Regions from separate parts of the Mus musculus genome. Here region 1 is linked to region 2. A link is a contact called in public ChIA-PET data. All regions are on one chromosome and are shown on one strand. Each heading gives the region's core, a stretch centred on a gene start, on an enhancer-like site or on the middle of the called end of the contact. The rest is flanking DNA. Distances are from core to core; before and after follow the strand shown. Region 1 holds the start of Sephs1 (selenophosphate synthetase 1). Region 2 overlaps Frmd4a (FERM domain containing 4A).

Evidence for each region. ChIA-PET counts read pairs in DNA pulled down with a chosen protein or histone mark.
Region 1: an RNA polymerase II ChIA-PET map of memory CD8 T cells shows a contact between it and region 2, with 47 read pairs. The contact joins the promoter of Sephs1 here to the enhancer-like site in region 2. A contact is called at or near these places in 5 of 39 promoter capture datasets (the C10 cell line, cranial neural crest, embryonic stem cells and 2 more), 7 of 484 Hi-C or Micro-C datasets (the N1E-115 cell line, cerebellar granule neurons, cerebral cortex and 4 more), 11 of 115 datasets of contacts at active chromatin or transcription factors (T-cell acute lymphoblastic leukemia, astrocytes, embryonic forebrain and 4 more) and 3 of 9 other capture datasets (adipose tissue, embryonic trunk and liver).

What each region holds. Positions count from the first base shown.
Region 1 is chr2:4,880,134-4,882,850 of GRCm38.p6, reverse strand. Sephs1 (selenophosphate synthetase 1) reads right to left here and starts at 1,287. Exons shown (of 9, transcript NM_175400.6): 1 at 991-1,287.
Region 2 is chr2:4,579,622-4,582,355 of GRCm38.p6, reverse strand. The region is part of intron 14 of Frmd4a (FERM domain containing 4A); the gene reads right to left. Among named protein-coding and RNA genes, the nearest start is that of Gm13179, 14 kb to the left of the region's middle. Within about 2 kb of position 1,400, at least 43 of the 459 cell types and tissues checked have an H3K27ac peak or open chromatin away from gene starts, as enhancers often do. A contact at or near this core is called in T-cell acute lymphoblastic leukemia, group 2 innate lymphoid cells and memory CD8 T cells, where this site is marked.

The sequences.
Region 1 (2,717 bases), core at 38-2,537, 300 kb before region 2:
TTTAAAAACGCCTTACATCAAGAAAACTCAGCAGTTAAAAAACTCCCAAGTGCAAGGAGACCTAAGTCACACGGTTTGGCCTCAAAGGAAACTCCAGCTATTTGAAAAGGATGGAATTTGGGGTGTGCTTTGGGTAGAGGGAGTGCGTCCGACCTGGAAGCCACATGTTTACACCTTTAAAACAATGACATGAATATTTAAAGCCCGCGTTTAACCCCTTCGCTCCCGCGGGAGGCGGGCTCGGGCAGCGGGGTGCGGTGGGGCAGCACACCTACCTCCCCGCCAGCCCCCAGGCCCCGCGCGTGCTCACAGGCCCGGGCGCCGCGGCGTGCGCGCCGGGACCCCGCGCCCTCCATGGGGCCGGGCGCGGAGGATGCCACTCAGGGGACACCTTAAGTCTCAGGCTGCCGCCTTTAAAGGCACGGCGGGCGCGGGCCGCGTTCTTTGTACCGCGCCGCGCGGCTGCCGCGGGCAGGCCACCGGCAGGGCCATGCTGCACCGCAGGCCCCGCGTCGCCGCTGCCGCGGAGACCGTCGCCGGCGGGGACCGGAGGGACCCGAGGGCCGAGTGGGGGCGGGGAGGCCCGCGGCTCGGCGCCAGGACACTGGGCGGCTAAGGCAGAGCGCGCGCGCGCGCGGGCTCGCCGTCCGCGCCGCCACACAAAAATGTCGGCGGGCGAAAAGATTAACCCCTGCGTGGCCGCCGCCGCCCTCCCCCTCCGCTCCTCCCTCCCAACCCCGGCCCCGCGTGCCGCGGCGGCGACGGCGGAGGAGGCAGCGGCGCGGGCGGCGCTTCTTTTTTAAAGCGGCCCCACCAAAGCCTGGGCTCGGCCCCCTCTCCAGGCAGGGCGCGCGAAGGGCCCCGGTGCACGGCTCCCCGGCGGTCCCGGGCGGCCCGGAGGGGGATTTGCAACGGCCGCGCCGGGCCTGCGGCCCGCTATTCCCCTTTAAGCCTGCTGCCTCGCCCCCCCTCGCCAGGCCCGCCGCTTACCGGCTCGCTTTGCGCCCTCCGCCTCCTCCCGAAAACGGGCCGCGGCGCTCCCACAATGCACCGGGCGCGCTGGGCTCCCTTAAGCGTCGCCTGAATTTAAAAAAAAAAAAAAAAAAAATGCTGCTCCCGGTGGCGGCGGCACCGCCGGGCGCTCGGACGCCGCGTGGAGCTCGGCCTAGGCTGGGCGCGGCCCTCCGGGAACCGGGCCGCCGCGCTCCCGCCGGCCGGGCGCGTGAGGGTCCCTTTAAGAGCGGCCACCTCCCTTTAAGGCGGCGGGCCGGTGGCCGGAGCGCCTCCGGGTTGCTGGTGGCGGTGGCAGCGGCGGTGGTGGCTGCGTGCGGCCCGGGAAGGGGGCGGGGGCGCTGTGCAGAGGCCCGAGCGCGGCAATGATTGGTCTCGGGGGAGGGGGTGGGGGGTTGCAAACCCCAGGAACGGTGGCATCCGTTGCATGATGCAAAAGAAAAAAGAAAGGAAAAAAAAGGGGGGGGGGTAGATTGATTTCAAAAGTTGCGAGCAGCACTGGCAGCAACCTTGAGTGATGGGGGCCACCTACTTTCGCATCTCTGTCCCGCGAGAAGGGAACAGAGTGTTTTTGTTTTTTGCACAACCTGGCTGGGTGCGATCCCCGCATCACCCACGGGATGCAATACCTGCTCCCGAATCTCTGCTGCAGTGAGACTGTGCCCATGGGAACAATGTGCAGAGTGTAGGAGCCAAGGTCGCCCCCAGTGAGACATTTGAAAACCCAACTTAACCCCGCGCTCCATTCTCAGTGACTCCCATCTTTTCTTCATTCTATTGTTTGAGCGTAGCTCCGCATTTCTTTGGAGTCCCAGTGAAATATGCAAATGCTCTGTGAAGTTTCTTGAATCTTTGATCTGCATTTTGGGGAGGGAGAGTTTATGTTGTCCGGGTTATACCATTTGTTCTTCTCATGTCCAAGTAAACATGGCAGACTAATCCTGTGTGCTTGAATTGACATTGGTAATGCGGTTTCACTTGAAGTAACTTCAGATTTCCGACTTCGTACTGCATTGCTGGTGCAGAGCGTGTCCCTTCGAAGGACTTCTCTGGAAAGCTGAGCAGAGCAAACTTGGTTAGGAATAGGTTCGCATTTTCCCGATTATTTAGAAGCAGAACTGTTGTATCTTTTGGCTGTCTTTAGGTTCGTACACCCCGCAGATGTCCTTTTCATTCCTGAAATTGCCATTTGCCTGTTTCTTAGGAGTGGGATCTAGGGTGCAAAGTGTGGCGAGATGGACACAGGCATCTCCTGCCTTTGTGTCTTTTCTCCACAATACATTTGGGAGAATACAGTAGCACCTGGGCTCCTTAGCATCAGACTTCGGACATCGATTTATCGTTGATGAACGTGGAGTTTCTTCTGAATGGTCAGAAGACACAAACACAGCCTCACCAGATACCACACCAGGACTCCAAAGCCAGAGGGAAAGGGTTATACAGTTACATTTGTCCGGTTCTGCCTTTTAAATTTGATTTTGCATTTTAAACAATGTAACTTTTTTTTGTTCCTCACTTAGTTAAAAAAAAAAGTGATTTTTTTTTTCAAAAGATTTCACAATGAGAAAAAAAAAAAGTGGATGACACAGCAGGACCCCATGTCTAGATTTGTGTGTCCCTCCAAGGAGACTTAGCTCTTTGTTAATGTTGAAGGATGCTCTTTCTCAGTGGTGATGGAGGAATAATACCCTGGGTTAGGGGTTATT
Region 2 (2,734 bases), core at 151-2,650:
TATTGCACATGCAAGACCCCTCAGGGTTATATGTGAATCCCCCCCCCACCCCCGACAGGGTTTCTCTGCTGTCCTGGAACTCACTCTGTAGACCAGGCTGGCCTCGAACTCAGAAACCCGCCTGCCTCTGCCTCCCAAGTGCTGGGATTAAAGGCGTGTGCCACCTCGCCTGGCTGGCATTTCACCTTCTTGAGAACCATCCTGGTCCTACCTAGAAAGTGACCACCTTCTAAAATGTCTCCGAACTTGAAACACTGATTACCCAATAAACAACCAACTTAGGCCATTCCTTCTCAGCCATTAGCCTTCATTTCTTCAAGTTTTACCAAAGGAATGTTATAGACAGTATGACCTCCTTCCTTCACTACCCAAACCTCTAGGAATGGCACTCTCCCAACCCTGCCTCCTGACAGAGGCAGGCAGGGGTGGAGGGGTGGGGGCAGGGAGGAGGGGATGGATGTCTAATTACCAACAAGAGCCTAAAGGGTTTATCTCTTCCTGATCCTGAATACTAAATAGTCTTAAACTGGAGCTGTCTGTAAGATGAAATAAGAAGATAGATGTGTCATCTCTACTGTACCTGGAAGAGTGAAATTTCAAAATTGATACATGGAAAAAAAACAGTAGCCAGGCGCTGCCCGGGAAGGGATGGAAGGAATAGCGGGTTGGTGTAGGAGCCAGTGAAAAGCAGGTGAGATGAATATTTCTGAAAGGTAATTGATAATACATGAATATCCTTCTAGAGAGGGTACTCAGATGTACAGAAAAGGATAGTCTGGGAAACAAACTGGTATAGCGCCCTCCTAAAGCTGGAGCCTGCAGTCTGGGGTCTAGGGTTATTGGGTCTGTGTGTATGTTTCAGCTTAGCTTCTGAGTGGATCTGGGATGGGAGGTGGCAGGTTCTAGAACTTTCCTAGGTCTCTGTTTCCTGTGAACTGGGCAATGAAAACAGGGCTCTACAAATATTGGGAGAATGAAGCAGGATAACATTTGGGCGATGCTAAAAGATAACTCAGAACATGCTAAATGCCATGTGAATACTAGTCATTGTTCTTAGAAATCTTTCCTCGCTTTTATTAGGGTGTTGGCATCTCCATTTCAGAACGATTCATGTTGGGAAAAAAAAGGAAGAGCCCTGAGTGGACAGGCAAGAAAATGAGGAGTGGTGGCTGGTGTGGCTGGCCCTGTCAGTTCAGGAAGCTTGCGGGCAGAGGGGGAAAAGTGGGTTTTGTTTGTTTGTTTGATTGTTTAATAGAACTCAGCAGGGATTCTTACATGCTACAATTCATTGAGTCCTCAGAGAAGCGTTACCTCTACTCTTACCACAGAGGTCATGGTGGCTGGCACAGGGAGGCAGAGGTGGGGCACAAGCTCTGTTCTGTGTGGCCTGCTTATCCTTTGAATGGAAACTCGGTGAGAGGGGGAACATTCTGTCTCACTACTCTGGTGTCAAGGCAACAACACCCTGTGGGTTGCATCTGCTTGCATCTTCCTTCCTGGCAGGACCACATGCCACATACGCTGATCTCAAAACTCAAGAGAAGGCCAAAGGACAGGAAGCCAGTGGCGGTCTTCAGATCTCCTGGTGCGACAACAGAGGTTTTTGGAGTCCCTTCCATGTGCAAGGTAATATGGGGGAGACATAGTCTCAGCCCTCAGTTCCACCCACTGGAGGAATCGGAGACAAGCAAACAATGAGGATGGAGGGCACAATCGTTGCCCGGAAGCACCACAACACAGGGGCCAGCTAGGGGACTGGCTTGGTTTCTGAATGATCACTTCATTGAGGTGGTTCAGCCTCCCTCTGATGACAGCCAGGAAAACCTACCATCAGCTGAGTTCTCCAGAAAACCTTTCCTGAGTTAGTGAGATCTCTACTTGGATTCTAGGCTAGAGTTCACGATCATATTACACTCCTAACCCAAAGGCTTCTACTGAACGAGGTCACTGGAGGGAGGGAGGAAGAGCTGATGGTGAAGAAGACAGTTGGTTATAGGTGTATTTTTGGAGACAAGGTCTCTAGCTCAGGCTGACCTTGACCTCCATATATATGACCTTGACCCTGATTTTCCTGCCTCTACTTATTGAGTTCTGCCATTAAAGAGGTAAATATGAGCACCAGTCGTTTATATGGTGCTGGGATTGAATTTGGGGCTTTAAGTACGCCAGGTAAGGATTCCACCAAGGGAGCTACATTCCCAGCCCTAGGAAGATGATTATTATCCAAACATGGCTAGGCAAAGAAAGTCATTTTCAGTGGGCATTTGGGGATCTTCAGGGGAAACCAGATGGCATCACAGATATTACTGTGGACTTGGGACCCATTTTCCATTTTCCAGCTGGGGAACCTAGACCGGGCTGGTGGCAGCTGTATGTGAAGAGACCACATGTGGAGGGGCCACAGAGCAAACAGAAGCCCTCTCCCTGTGACCATATGGAAGGCTCTCCTCACTCAGCTGCAATGGAGAATTTGTTGCAGTCATTCCAAAGATCCCAAGCCAGTCGGCACCGGATATGAGTTTGCATCCTGCTGAGGATTCGCAGAGACCTGTGCATCTGTTTTCACAGACAGATGCAGATGAGCAGGCCCCCTGCTCCCACCCTCAATCCAGAAGGTGGAAGGGGAGCTTTCCTCTTTGGAAGGAAGGGAAATATAACACAAATAGTAATATCCCCCATCTCCACCCCCAGCAAGAAAGAAATCTGTTGTCTGTAAAATCGAGGGAAGGAAATG